Linked DNA regions of Mus musculus: all the other regions are linked to region 5. The links are chromatin contacts, called in public Hi-C and HiChIP or PLAC-seq maps. All regions are on one chromosome and are shown on one strand. The core of a region is the stretch at or near the end of the contact, and the rest is flanking DNA. Distances in the headings are between cores, read along the strand shown.

Evidence for each region. HiChIP or PLAC-seq counts read pairs in DNA pulled down with a chosen protein or histone mark. Hi-C and Micro-C count contacts between places; a contact is called where the count stands out from the background.
Region 1: a Hi-C map of the G1E-ER4 cell line shows a contact between it and region 5, with 6 times the contacts expected there. The contact joins two enhancer-like sites. A contact is called at or near these places in 9 of 484 Hi-C or Micro-C datasets (the G1E-ER4 cell line, the N1E-115 cell line, bone marrow-derived macrophages and 3 more) and 5 of 115 datasets of contacts at active chromatin or transcription factors (acute myeloid leukemia, embryonic stem cells, large pre-B cells and 2 more).
Region 2: a RAD21 HiChIP or PLAC-seq map of pro-B cells shows a contact between it and region 5, with 13 times the contacts expected there. The contact joins two enhancer-like sites. A contact is called at or near these places in 3 of 15 datasets of contacts at CTCF or cohesin (the G1E-ER4 cell line, large pre-B cells and pro-B cells), 8 of 484 Hi-C or Micro-C datasets (the G1E-ER4 cell line, cerebellum, embryonic fibroblasts and 2 more), 9 of 115 datasets of contacts at active chromatin or transcription factors (CD8 T cells, T-cell acute lymphoblastic leukemia, acute myeloid leukemia and 6 more) and 1 of 9 other capture datasets (embryonic stem cells).
Region 3: a Hi-C map of Th1 cells shows a contact between it and region 5, with 4 times the contacts expected there. The contact joins two enhancer-like sites. A contact is called at or near these places in 3 of 484 Hi-C or Micro-C datasets (the N1E-115 cell line, Th1 cells and bone marrow-derived macrophages) and 4 of 115 datasets of contacts at active chromatin or transcription factors (T-cell acute lymphoblastic leukemia, acute myeloid leukemia, embryonic stem cells and 1 more).
Region 4: a BATF HiChIP or PLAC-seq map of CD8 T cells shows a contact between it and region 5, with 5 read pairs. The contact joins two enhancer-like sites. A contact is called at or near these places in 1 of 15 datasets of contacts at CTCF or cohesin (the NIH/3T3 cell line), 4 of 484 Hi-C or Micro-C datasets (the G1E-ER4 cell line, Th1 cells, Th2 cells and 1 more) and 4 of 115 datasets of contacts at active chromatin or transcription factors (CD8 T cells, embryonic stem cells, large pre-B cells and 1 more).

The regions. Positions count from the first base shown.
Region 1 is chr15:62,221,616-62,224,371 of GRCm38.p6, reverse strand. All of the region lies in intron 2 of Pvt1 (Pvt1 oncogene), which reads right to left. Among named protein-coding and RNA genes, the nearest start is that of Pvt1, 190 kb to the right of the region's middle. Within about 2 kb of position 1,506, at least 62 of the 459 cell types and tissues checked have an H3K27ac peak or open chromatin away from gene starts, as enhancers often do. A contact at or near this core is called in the G1E-ER4 cell line, where this site is marked.
Region 2 is chr15:62,168,115-62,170,814 of GRCm38.p6, reverse strand. The region is part of intron 1 of Pvt1 (Pvt1 oncogene); the gene reads right to left. Among named protein-coding and RNA genes, the nearest start is that of Pvt1, 130 kb to the right of the region's middle. Within about 2 kb of position 1,329, at least 65 of the 459 cell types and tissues checked have an H3K27ac peak or open chromatin away from gene starts, as enhancers often do. A contact at or near this core is called in CD8 T cells, memory CD8 T cells and pro-B cells, where this site is marked.
Region 3 is chr15:62,456,023-62,458,722 of GRCm38.p6, reverse strand. No RefSeq gene overlaps it. Among named protein-coding and RNA genes, the nearest start is that of Gm41333, 210 kb to the left of the region's middle. Within about 2 kb of position 1,427, at least 34 of the 459 cell types and tissues checked have an H3K27ac peak or open chromatin away from gene starts, as enhancers often do. A contact at or near this core is called in Th1 cells, where this site is marked.
Region 4 is chr15:62,189,130-62,191,972 of GRCm38.p6, reverse strand. The region is part of intron 2 of Pvt1 (Pvt1 oncogene); the gene reads right to left. Among named protein-coding and RNA genes, the nearest start is that of Pvt1, 150 kb to the right of the region's middle. Within about 2 kb of position 1,497, at least 53 of the 459 cell types and tissues checked have an H3K27ac peak or open chromatin away from gene starts, as enhancers often do. A contact at or near this core is called in CD8 T cells, the G1E-ER4 cell line, Th1 cells and 1 more, where this site is marked.
Region 5 is chr15:63,656,736-63,659,485 of GRCm38.p6, reverse strand. No RefSeq gene overlaps it. Among named protein-coding and RNA genes, the nearest start is that of 4930449C09Rik, 60 kb to the left of the region's middle. Within about 2 kb of position 1,290, at least 58 of the 459 cell types and tissues checked have an H3K27ac peak or open chromatin away from gene starts, as enhancers often do. A contact at or near this core is called in CD8 T cells, the G1E-ER4 cell line, Th1 cells and 3 more, where this site is marked.

The DNA of each region.
Region 1 (2,756 bases), core at 257-2,756, 1.4 Mb after region 5:
ACTTCTCTTTCCTTTTGATGAAGCAAGATTATTACTTGAGAGCAGAGCTGGACAGGACAGGACAAGACTTCCCAAAAATCAGGAAGGAAAGAAGCCTGATCGTGGGCCTTTTATACAAGTCACATTCCCAAAGCATGGAGTCAACCAGGTCCATGATGGTACCCCATCTGCAGTGAGCTTTTCCTCAGAACAGGTCTCGGGGTCTGCATAAACTCTTTTCCTTCAGAAAGCCATGGCCTTGAAATTGAGACCCTCAAAACTAGTCATGGGAGAGATAGAAAGATCTGACATCACTTCATCCTGCTATAGACAAAGAAACTGAGGCTTTAAGGGGACCACTTGGCAAGTAACACAGGGATGGCACGTTCTGTGTAGACCTTCTGTGTAGATACTGTCTGAATTAGGAAAGTACCAGCAGTGTGTCAGAGGGAGAACAAACTCCAGGTCTGTCCTCCCGATAGAAGCTGAGCATTTCACAGTTCAGTCACCCTGTGGATGCATCCATACAACTCAACTTCCAGGACAGAGCACAAGGCACAGAGCCTCTAGGAAGCTGACTTGGGAGGAGCATAGAAGCGTTCCAACAGCTTGGTTTTAGTAGGAACAGAGATACCCTACCCTACAGAGCCATTGCATAGAAAGCCAGGCTTTGTCCATGCAGCAGGGGATTGCCTGTGCTCCTAGAAAGGGGAGCCTGACACAGGCTGGGGCTCCGCCTCCACCCAATGTTGGCCTGCACCATTATGAGGTTCCCCTCTTCCTTTCTCACTCCCCTCTGCCTAGTCGCTATCAGAGCATCCACATGCAAAAATCTCTAAAGGACCCACTTCTGACAAGGCAAGCCTAGCAGGCCTGGTTGTCATAAGAGATGAAGGCCAGCTGATGCCTGCAACAGCATCAGCTGTCCACTCCTAGGCATCAAGCCCTTCCCACCACCCACCGTGCCAGCCCAGGACATAGAGGTCTGGCAGCCATTGAAAAGAAAAGCTCCTATCTCTGACTCCTCAGCCTCTGATAAGAAATGTCATCCCTTGCTGGGTAATATTACTCTGCTAGATAAGGATCTCTATCTCCTCCAACATATGGCTCACTACAGAACACAGGGTCTGCTGGAGCAGGATAATTTATGCGCTTAAGCTGCAAACCCTGGGCAGTTTGAGAAGTGCATCGAACAGAACAAGAGTCAAATTATAACCTCTTCTGACCTGGCCTTGGGATTCCTCCCTGAGAAATGACAGCAACCTCCTCTACTCTACACACAATAAGCACTTTCACCCTCCTGCTGTCTCTAAAGGGCATTTGCACCAGCGTTATCAAGGCTCATCCTCACCAGGACCTCCAAAGCCGCACTTAAGTCTTCTTTTGCAGATCAGGAAATTGAGATTCAACAAGGGTGAGTAACACAGCCAAGGTCACCCAGGCAGCCGTACCCAGAGCACAGACTCAAACCCCAACAGATCTGACTCACCAGCACACTGTCAGATGGGGAGGCTGATCCAAGCCTCTGGGTTGTCTCTGCTCCAACAACTAAATCAATTAAGTCAGATCTGCCCAGGCTTAACTGGCAATGTCAGCTCCACACTGTAATCTCAAAGGTCCATTTCGATCATTCACCGCTCCTGATTTCTCTGAAGCCTGGGAAGGATGAGGAAGCCTTGTTGAGTCAAGATACTCAAGGAGAGGAAGGGGGCAGGGATGGGACCAGAAGAGGGAGAGAGGAGAGTGGGACTTAGATACTGGCTTCATGCACTCAAGGAGTAGAAGGTAGAAAGAAATTGCGGGAAAATTCTCTCTTCTCTATTGATTCATTCATTCGTTCATTCATTTGTTCATTCATTCGTATCCCTGGACAATCCATTACATGTCCATTCTGGCTTGGCCCTGGTAATCTCACTGTATCTGTAAGCAGTGCTAGACTAGACTTCATGAAAGACTGACAGGTCAGCGAAGAGACAGAGATAACAGAACATGACAGGGGTACCGTGTCTGCAGTAGATTGAATGGCTGATGTGGGGGACCGTGGCTGTGTGTTAAGGAGGAGATGGAAGTGAACCTCACACTCTGCTATTTTATACCCTCCTTTAAAAAAGCCAAGTCATCATGGCTAAGATTGGTGCTATTCTTTAGAGTGATTATTTCAACCATGTTCTGCATTGCCTCCAAGATCCATTAGTAACTACAATTGAACAATTTTAATTGACAAATAAAAATTACACATATTTATGGTATATATAATTGGTATATGGTATATATAATATGGCATATTTTATATATATATGCACATTGTAGAAGTCTAAATTCAACTAATTAATATGTGCATAAGTCATATACTTTTCTTTCCAGCTGACTCTTTTAAATAGCTATATAGCATTTCATTTTATAAAGATGTCCCAATTCAATAACCACAGCTAATAAAACTGAAGAGAGAAGTTACCCAGCCCTTCGCTAGGCAATCTCTAGGAGCTACTTCAGCTCCTTAGGGTGGCCGTACCTAAGACATCTTTCAGATATCCTTCAGATACATGAAGGATACAAGATGCGGTTAATTAATAACAGACTCAAAACCATCCTGAGTTATCACATTTGTAGAATCTCTCTTTGGTCCACTTGAAAGTGAGGAAAGTAAGAAAGGAGAAATAAATTTAGTGTTGTGGGTGGGCCACTTATGGAAAAAAGGACTAAGATGGGTCAGGGTGGATGGCTGGTTCTAATTTCAGTCTCTTTTACTACTGTCATGTGACCTTGATGTCATTGGG
Region 2 (2,700 bases), core at 80-2,579, 1.5 Mb after region 5:
CGCAGCATCATGTTTCTTCCCTGGCACACAGCAGTCACTCATTCCTTGCACATATTCCTGTTTTCAGAAGATAGATGGGCTAAATCTTACAGAGCTGTCCAACCTTTTGCTATTGCGATATGATAGTGTCATCTATGAAAGTAGTGAACTGCATTAACAGCTATCGTAAGACTCAAGTGGCCTATTGGCCACAGGTTAGACACACCTGGTTCCAAATGGCTAAACTAGTATCCTGGGTAACACCTAAGGGTGTCAAAGATTTGATCACTAATTGGTGAGGTCATATATCCTTGACTCCCCAGCACAGCTAAAAAAAAAAAAAAAAAGCCATCGAGGAAAAACACCCTCAAGAAATGCAACTCAGGCAGTGTGTGAAGCCTTTCCTCTGCACAGCGGTGACCTAAAGAGAATGGCAGGGACTGCTATCAGTCCCAGTTAGGGCTTAAGAAGCCAAGGCTCAGAAGAGCCATGAACAGAACATTGGGGCTCCACAGAGGAGAAGCTCGGAGGGGTAGGGGAAGGTATAGCTTCTACAAACTGGGAACTGGAAGACGGGATGCTCTCAGGTCAGTGAGGGCCACTATGATTCTATGGAGAAAGGCTATTTGTCCCAAGAACTCTGGTTTCTAAGCCAAGCTCCCTGAGCAGTAGGCACACATGGGGTCAGGGTAACATCATGTGCGAAGAATGGAGCAGATAACAGGTGTAAACATGGTCACTGGTGAAACTGAGGATTCGGTGAAGTGTGGGAGGAAGAAGGGTCCTAGAAGGTCGATGGTGCCGGTAGATTTCCCTGAACCATGAGAAGCCCGTCATCTCACTGTTGTCCACCTCAAACTTTCCTTTTCATACCTACCCTTGCATTCACCTTTCTTTTATAAGAACCTTCCTACCATAGGGGTGTCAAGTGATGAAGTCACCACCCAAAGTAGTTTCATTTCTCCAACCTCAAAACCCTCCTTTCCTGCCGCACACTCACAGCTTGTCACCCAGAACATCAAAGCCATTGCTTTCCGGAAAGCTTCTCTGATCACCTGGGTGACTTGTGGAGATAAAAACAACCTACCCCACACTAGAGATCATCTACTTCCTGCTATGTCTTGGTCAAGGCAAGAGCTGGAAAATGGGGCCAGAGTGTACCAACAAACACTTCCCAAAGAGTTGTAAGGTCCCAACCCAAAAGCACTTTCTACCAAGGGCTCTTGCCAAGGCAGACAGTTGTACCAAGCTATCTCTGTCTTTTTCAAATAGAAACTATAATGGTCTCATGTTCACTCTGTAGAGTCTCTACTTACTGAACTGTAATGACAGCTCATTTGCATACAGGAAAAGTAAGTCAAGCAGTTACACACACTCTGGGCTGTAGTTTTTGGTGACTCACAGAAGAAAGCGTATAGATTATTTCCATTCGGCTCCATCCTCCAATTACTTAAGTGATGGAAAGTCACAGAGCCAATGGGACCCCTGGGGAAGTTCCAAGCTACTGGGAATTCAAACAGTTAATGTAAGTTTAGCAGGGAGTTTCCCGTGGTGCACAGGTGCACCATCAGGTGGGCCGTGATGGAGAGTCCCACCCCTGAGACACCTCGCACCTCATCTCAAGAAATGATCTTCTAGAAAGACAAGGAAATACCGAGTCCCAGGGCCCATGATCCAGGAAGTCACATCTCCAGGTCTACTCTTCCAGGAAGCCAGTGTTGAACCTACCTCATATTATAAACTTCCTATTTGTAGCCATGGTGCACGACTCGTATAAGGAGCTCAGTAGTAGAACATTGTCCAAATAGTAACCACTTGCTGAATGAATAGTGCTTGGGTGAAAACATTCCCTAAATACTGATTGCTTATTTTGTGCTAGGTACCATGCATCCATCATTAAAAACAGTTGCTTGGTACAACCAACTGACACTCAGCTGCCAGCTTCTTTGGAGACAACTTTAGCTGAACAGGGTCAGACTCAAGTATCCTTCCAGGCAAAGCTACATTGTCACTGATCAACCGTCATGCCACCACAATTCAGGACAGTTCTCAAAGAGCATTCTAGTGTGGTCTATGCAGAGCTCTCTCTGAGGCTATGCTATGCTCAGACACCTTCACAGCTTGATGGCTCCTTCCAATCCTGATTCCTTCCATGCGTTTCACAATTGTTGATCCCAATGTACTCCAGAGTAAGCATCCTGCTTATTAACCTACACACTGATACCTGCCTCAGAGAAAAATTCAGCATGTAAGATGCAGGATCTCATGACCCATCTGTGGTGGCCCAGGCCTGTAACCCCAGCATTCAGGCAACTGAGATATGACGATTAGTAATTCAGGCTAGCCTGGGTTAGATGGAAAGTTACAGGCCAACGAGGGTAGTTTTTTATTTGTTTTTGTTTTGTTTTGTTTGTTTTTTTACTTTGTTTATTTGGGTTTTTGTTTTGTTTTGTTTTTAATGATGGATTCTCAAGGCTCTGTGTTATCACATAAAAGCTCTAGTAAGGCAGGTAACATCCCTATAGATGAGGAAACAATGCATCGACAAGAGTATGGGATTCAAGGCTCACAACTATGACTAATGAGCAGGAGCTATGAAAAAGGTTCAGATCTTCATGTTTGTTGCAGTGTGTGCCTAAGTCCTAGGCCATTAGAGTCATACATGGTCTATCTTTGTTCCCCCAGCACACTATTCATGAAATAGCATAAGCAAAACGTTCC
Region 3 (2,700 bases), core at 178-2,677, 1.2 Mb after region 5:
ATGGAAGACACATAAGTCCCTAAAGGTACACTATCAGAAATGCAATAAGTTATTTCAACACATTTATTCATTTCACACACACACACACACACGCACGCACGCACACACACACACATACACACATACACACAACTACTACAGTGTTTTTGGGAATTCTGCCAAATCATGAAGGGAAAATGTGGGCTAATCACCCCAGCCTTCACATGGATGTTGGACTAAAAAGAAAGAAAGGGTGGTTGAGCATTTCAAAGAACCAATCCATGCCCTATGTTTGAGGTGTGGTAGGGAGGAAGCTTAACTCAGCAGAGGGCACAAGGGAGGCAACTGGCTCTCCAAGTGTGCTTCTGACAAGTGATGGGGCACCACCAGGCCCTTGCTAGGAAGGCACATGCTCAGAGCTCACTAAGAATTCTAGAGTAGTAAGTTCTGGAGGGGTGAGGCTGGAAGGGGGTGTGTGGGGGTGGAGTAGAGGTTGTAGTTCAGAAATCTGGGTTCACAAGTCTCTCGGTGGAGGAAGAGGTGCTTGCACAGCTGCAGCTTGGAAACCACCATTGATACTCAAGAAGTGAGTAGTGAATTTCCCCAGCTGGAGCTGGTTTAGAACGGTTTAAGACTAGAGGAAGTGACCTCTGCACCCAATCTTCAAAGGAGAGTTCTACAAAAATGACAAGAGACACAGGCAGGAACATTCCAGGAATTCCAGGTGTTTGTGTACTTGAATCACAACACAATGCCTCCAAACCTCCCATTTTCTCACTGGATGTAGAATTAAATCCAAGGAAATTATGTAGGGACATAGGTATCAGGGGTATTAACTGCTTCTCCATTTTCTTCCCCACCTCCCTGTCTTTTGACAGTACTGGGAGCTGAACCCAGTACTGAGAAGGGAACTAGGAGCTAACCTGTATGCTGGGCAAGCACTGCCACTGAGCTACAGTCTTGCTTATTTGCTCTTTTTTTTTCTTTTCAAGCAATTTTAATGCCCTTCAGCTAACTCCTTGAATGAACCAGAGGTTCATATGCCTAAGGATTATCCCTTGGTTTAGAAAGAGGGAGGTATGGGAAAATGATTAATGGAGCATGGTGCTCTCAATAGAACGAGGCGGGTGCGACACCATGCCACACTTTGAGTAACAAAATGCCACCAAATATGTACACATTGAATCCCATAGACAGACACAATAAATGTGCAACAGCAGGTTGATTCTCAGGGGCAGAATTCAGGGGTTGAGGATAGGACTGGGATAGAGACCTTTTACTCATAGTAGTTTACTTTTGTACAATGTGCATTGCATTCATAATGCAAAGAAACAGACACAGGATCCTCACAGCACATGAAAAGATAGCAAGCCTCCCTCCTCACAGGTTCAACCTCCTGGAGGTACTATCAGGATGGGGGAGGAGACAGGGGGAGGAGACAGGGGGAGGTGCATGCCTCTGTCATTACCATTTTTGGTACTTTTTTTTTCTAACAGGATGTGTTGTGTGGGTCAAAGCCCAGAGCCAGAAGTGAGAAAAGCTGCTCTTTAGAGTACAGCCCCGAGTTCCTGGAATTTAGAAATTGGTCACTGAAGAGCAATAGCAAGAGGAAGGTCAAGTTTAGGTACAAATGGAGGTGGGCCCTTAGGAAGCACTGTGGTGGTAAGGGGACTCACTGTGACCCCATTCATTAAAAGAACAATTGGTGGTTTCAGACACCTGAGCAAGAGGAGAAGGAAAGCTAGACAGAAGAAATACTGGCCCACATCTCCGTCCAAAAAAGGTAAAAATATATAGTTACAAAGAAAGCAGCTTCTATGAAAAGTCCTCTCTCAGCAGCTTTGAGCAACCTCAGTAAAGACTTTCTCCCCATTTCTTTTCTGCTTCAACTTCCCCAAGGCCTGGGACAAAAAGAACCCTATACTTACTAGGTTTTAATTAGATGCCAGTGTCTGTTTATTAACCCCTTTTATGGCTCTCAGTTCTTTACAAAATCCTGGTTGGGAAAAGAGACTGTTCAAAAAGGTGGTAACTAAGGCCCCAAAGAACAGAGCAACTTGGTGTGAAGTTGTGATGGTAATGTCAGGATTTGAATCTTCTTCCCCCCAGACTCCCAAATCTCTTCTGTACTGAATTTGCACTATGCTCAGCAATGAGAAAGACAGAGCTCTGTCTTGGATCCAGCATTTGTGCGAGCCACAGCTCTGAGCCCAAACCTCTGAATCTGAAATCCACAATTGAAGGCAGGAGAATTGTGTGTGTGTGTGTGTGTGTGTGTGTGTGTGTGTGTGTGTGTGTGTGTGATTTCTAAGAAGACAAAAAGAAAAAAAAAAGTCACCAAGGAAGTCCTGTTGAAGACACAGTAAGGAATACCAGGATGTATCTGCTTGGATAACCACAGTTTGTATTTGCTTCTGTAAAAATACTGGTTTATCAACTCCTTGTACTTGATGGCAATCTCCAGCCCATCCATCACAGAAGCTTTCTGTTTGAACATTGCCCAATAGCCAGGCCCACACAGCTCCCTGCTCCCAGCATACTGTGAAAATAAAAGCTTATTTGAAAGGGATATGACCTTCTCTGGGATTTCACAAAAAGCTTACTAATGGCTTTAAGGTGAAAGGCACCTTAACTCAAATAAGAAATAGCGTCTGTGGGATTGCTTTGTTGAATCATTCAGTGTGCTTACAATATAGAGATGACTTACAGCCAGCAAAGGGG
Region 4 (2,843 bases), core at 248-2,747, 1.5 Mb after region 5:
GCTACACCCTGTCTGGGCTATTATGTAAAAAAAGAGGCTATTTTAAGTTAAATATTAAGGTTTGCTTGTTATAGCATCTACAGTCATTCTAACTAAACACTCCACTCTTCCCTTTCTTCATTGGATTTGAAGACTGAAACTCACATGGTCAATTAATTATAACAAGGGAATGTTGCTGGAAATGTATTGATGGCTATCAGATTCTTAGACAGTTTTCAGAGTCTATGATCTTTCCAGAAGGCCCAACTGCTGGCATGCCAAGAGCTCAAGTGCTCAAAATCCAGAAAGAACATTCAGGGCAAAATACCCTGAGAAGAACAAAGCATTCAAATAGCAGCTGTACTGCCCAGGTTCCTGTCTCTCTTGGTCATCTCTGTCTTTCTAGAACTATATTTTCAGTGGTCATAGAAATCTCTAAACATTCTCAAAGCTTTCTTATTGCATTGAGTATTAAAGAAAAATGGATCCTTTTTTCAGTTTGCGGTGTATGTGTTCATGTGTGTGTATGACATGTGCTCCTGTGTTTGGGGAGGCCCCAGGTTACTATCGGGTGGTTTCTCAATTTCTTTCTGTCTTACTTATTACGATAGAGTCTCTCATTGAATCTAGAGTTCATTGGTTTGATTAAACTGGCTGGCCAGCAAGCCTTTAAGAGTTCCACCTCCCAGCCCTTAGTTGCTTACACAGTAAAGCAAGCGTTTTACTAATGGAGCCACTACCCAACCCCCTCATTCCTGTAAAATGGCTGAAAAGGCCAACCCCACCTCATTTGTGTTGTCTGTTCAGTCATTATCAGCGCCACCCACAACCAGCCATAGCTGGGCTGCTTCAGAGAAGCTAAAGAACTTATCAGAAATAACTGCTTGATTTGACATTAAGGGCAGAGTTGCAGAGAGGGACACTTCAGAAAACACTTCCCCACTTCAAATTAGTCATCTTCTAGCACTAATGAGAGTCTGAGGATATCACAAAATAATGAACTTCTTGGGCAATTCTAAATCAGGTGGAGGGGGGTCAGTATTCAGCACCAATCAGAAAGATTCTAAAATGTGAACTTGATAAAGAACATTTTTCTTCTTCTAAATAGAGTCTCACCATGTAGCCCTGGCTGTCCTAGAATTCTCTCTTTAGACCAGACTGGCCTCAAGCTCAGAGCTCTGAGTGCCTCTGCCTCCCAAGTGCTGGGATTACAGGTGTGTACCACGTGTCTGGCTCTTGTTCAAGAGCTTTAATATGTTGCTTAAAGAAGACAACCTCCTAGAGAAAACCTAGTCACATTCTGTATATGAAGCCTGTTGGTTTAGATGGTAGTACACTCAGCCTTGGGAGGCATGGGTGGAAAAGATAGCGCTTTTCACCTTACGAATACAATGTAATATTGCTTTCAGGCCCAGATGCTTTCCTGAAGGTTTCAGGACCAGCTGGCTCTCCACTGATCATCGCCTCCACATTTCCCAGAAGTCTGAAAGGGTAAACAGGGCTGCTCATTGGAAGGACTCTAGTGTTTAACAGAGTCTCAGGATGTATTCATTTACTGAATGGAGTCAAATGAGTGAATGAGTCATACCAGTAAAACAGAATGGGGGGAAAAAAAAGCAAGCAAGAAAGAAAGAAATCCTAACTCCAAGGCAACGCACTTGAATGCTTAGGTGCATAGGTAATTATGGAAACCTCAGTATGTGCCAGCAATGTGTAAGCCAGGGATAATGTTAAGAACAATCTTGTACTTAAAGGGCAATGATTATCTGCATTTCGTAACAAAGCAGGGTAGAAAGGGGGACAAAGAAGTGGTCTATCTCTCTTTTGAGCACGTTTCTAGAGTCAGCATGGCAGACAAAACCCTCTCAGAGCTGGACCTTGTTTCTACTTTGGACATGAGAGCCAGTGAGCTAATGAAAGGCAGTGTGGCTGTAGCCCGGCTTCCCTCACACCTCTCTGGCCTAGGTGCAGTGCGTGGCTCAGAACAGTCCATGGTAATACCTTGTAAAACCACAGGTGGAAGGCAAGGCGCCTGGCCCAGAGGAAACCCAGTAGTACTTTCTGAAAGGTAACCACTGACTCTCTAAATGTCAGAGGAGGCCCACTTGCACGTTAATTAAGAAGAGCCATCAATGGTTCTGGAAACTAGCCATCAAAGCCACCTGTGACTCTATTCTTGAGTAGAGAAGGTAACCAGCGACCAAGGCGACCTTTATCAGATGACTCACCACGCAAGTGCCGGGGATGTTGTCAACTTCAGTTTGTAAAACAGAAACCGAATGAACAAACCCGCTGCCGCCTTGCAGTCCTATCTGGCTACAAGTCTTGGGAGGGATACAGTGCAGACCAGCCCGGCATTAACTGAGAAGAGATGCAATTTGAACAGCCCTCCTGGTTCATATCATAGAGAGTTGATATGTGGCGATACATTGGAGGAACAGCGTCCTAACAATGGACTCCAATGGCCACGGGGATAATTCTTGTATCATTAAAATTTGTTTGGGTGTGTAGACAAACATTTGTAATCCAGACACTTGGGGAAAAGGATTGAGAGTTCGAGGTCAGCACTACCCTGTCTGCGGGGTAAAAATAATCAACTCAAGTCCCTGCCATGGATACACCAATTTGAGCCAGGACATACAAGGCATACAGTAGTCACAAACTGGGAAGCTGGGTCAACAGTAAGTCCAATGACATCTCCCCTGCTTCCACGTGTGCTTAGAACATTAGCTTAGTGGAACTACAGTCTCTTTTTGAATTCCTGTCAATCTATCCAGCAGTCAAAAGAAATCCTTGCTGCCCAGCCTTGGAAATAGTGATGATTTTTCTAAAATCATGTCTTATTATACTAGGGTTCTTGCCAG
Region 5 (2,750 bases), core at 41-2,540:
GGTTGGGCTTTGGGATGGGCAAGATGGAGTAAATAGTCATGAACTCCAGGGGGCAGGGTGGTCAATGATGCTGATGCTTTGGCCGAAGGAATTTGATTGGTGGGACTCAAGCTCCCAAGAACCCAGCATGGTGTCTGCTTCCCACAGGGTTCTGGGTGGATTCACACAGCCTACTTGGGTATGGGGAACTCGGAGTTAGATCTTTGTCCACTGGAATCTCATTGCCAAATGCTTTAGGTGTCTCCGATCCCAGTGTGGCCCACATTCTTTGCTTCCGAGTAACTACAGAGCTCATTTGGACTATGTTAGGCCTTTTGGTGGGTTGGATGCTTACAGTAGAAGCAGCCTTATCCACTTTGCCTGGTGAATTTGCCTTTCTAAACCTAGCTCAGCTGCCGTCTACTCCAGAAGGTTCAAATTCCCAGTTCCCTGCTCTCCAGGCAACTTTGAAGACTCCTTTGCAGACTCATGCTTTGCAATCAGTAAATAATCTCTGTCCATCGTTTCTCTACTCCCACCCTAGGCACTGAGCTCTGTATACCCAGCACTGAGAAAACTCACAATCCAGGAAGAAACACAGAGGGACTTTTAAGAAGAGGAACAGTTTTGAGCAGAGGGGTTAAAATAATAGACCGGGAACATGGCTGGCGCCAGCCTTTTTAGCTTTCTTGATATATTTACCCCCTTTCTAGAAGCAACTACCTAATAACTCATTGTCCACAATAAGATAGCAATATGACAAGGCCAGCCCTATCTGATTGCTAGAAAATTTCAATTTCTGAGCGAATCGCCTCTGTATTCTCACACTACATACAGGCTAAACCAAACACTTACTTCCTCATTAATCTCTCTATCAGGGGGCTATGTCTCCTCCTTCACTTCACCTCACTCTCCTGGATCCCATCACCTGTTTTGGGTGTGAAAACCGTGATGTTTGGCGCGGGGCCTAAACTCTCGGTTAACCTCGTGTCAAATCACATGGTTTCAGACAACCCAGAGGTCGTTTGAAATTACAGTTGGAATGCATGGAAAATGAGTGACAGGAACAACTGAGAACCCTCCCCCCACAGTCTTCAACTACTCCCCACCCCTGCCCCCCTTTAAAAGCCGCTGCCGCCTCCTCAGAACAAAATTGGCTAGCTAGATATTCAGAAACCTGAGCTTTGCACAAGAGTGAGGTGTTGATTTGGACCATTCGGGGATGACAGCTGCTCTAAAGGAGTGGGGTGGGCCTGGAGGCCCCCAAGGCGATTTCTACAGTCTCCAGAGAGCTGCTGTTGGAGGGTCCTTGGGGGCTTACCCCCTTCTGTTTTGCACAATCTATCTTTAGAGAACTGCAAGTTCATTTCTCAGAAGGGCCTCAGGGCTGCGATGACTTCTAAACGGACAAACCACTTCCTGCAATCTTTAACTGAATTGAGGCTGGGGTGGGGGTGGGCTCGGGTGTGACCATTGGAGGGCGGCCTCCATTCACACTTGTCCAACCCTCTTGTCTTTCCACAAACCACTTCTGGCTAGGTCCCAAGAGAGATGGAGCCAAAAGTGGTCCTTGGAGTGGACCACATGTGAGGTCACAGGTTATTCAAGCTTATGTCCAGGGGTTAACTATCCAGAGGGACCGGAGAAGGGGCAGGGCCCTGACAGGAAAGCCTCATGCCACCTAGATACTCTAGATGCAATGAAAGGCAACATGGGCTAGTCGTCTTCTGCTCCTGTGGACACCTCCTTCTTGCAGCATGGTGTCAGGAAGCCGTTTCAGGAATTAGCACAAAGCCATGGCTTTCCATCTCCTTGTGGAATGGATACCAGGTATCATGATGAAGAGTCCCCAGAGGAACCTTATGAAGTTGACTCTGCCGAAAGACAGAGGCTAACTGGGCTTACTCAGATCTTGTTTCTAACACTTTGTCACTTCAAGAATGTGGTGGCTGGGTGTCATGTCTCTGGGCCCCAATAACTGATTGACATCAGTCACCATCCTAGAAGTTAGATACGGAGGCTTTAAAAGATGATGGTCCTGTGAGTCCCATTGCAGGGCTGGGCTGGATCAGATGCCAGGTCTTAGTGCTGCACCTGCCCTATCTAGGTCAGTGGTAGTAGTACTACCCCCACTAGAGCTGACCACCAAACAAGATGTTTTTGCCTTTCACCTATGTGGCTCTATCTCACACGGTTCTGGCTGCCTGTTCCTCCAGGATATGCAGTTAAATGTGAGGAACAACAATATGAACTAACCAGTACCCCCGGAGCTCTTGTCTCTAGCTGCATACGTAGCAGAAGATGGCCTAGTCGGCCATCATTGGGAAGAGAGACCCCTTGGTCTTGCAAAATTTATATGCCCCAGCACAGGGGCCAAGAAGTGGGAGTGGGTGGGTAAGGGAGTGGGAGGAAGGGTATGGGGGACTTTTGGGATAGCATATGAAATGTAAATGAAGAAAATACCTAATTAAAAAGATTTGGAAATGATAAAAAAAGGAAAAAATAATCACATGTATAATATAACAAACACATCTGTCTTGATGCTGCATGGGACATGCTTTTGCTGTGAAATTATTTTGGCTTATTTTAGATTCAAGGGATGGTAAGATGGGTCAGTAGGTAAGGACCCTTGGTGCCAAGACTGATGACCAGAGTTCTAAACCCAAAGAAATTCAAGTTCAACCAAGAAACCTCTCCCCGAGAAGATACTTCATATCTTGTACTCCGTGGAAACAGGACTGGACTGGGGTCAGATGGTGCTGACATTTGCT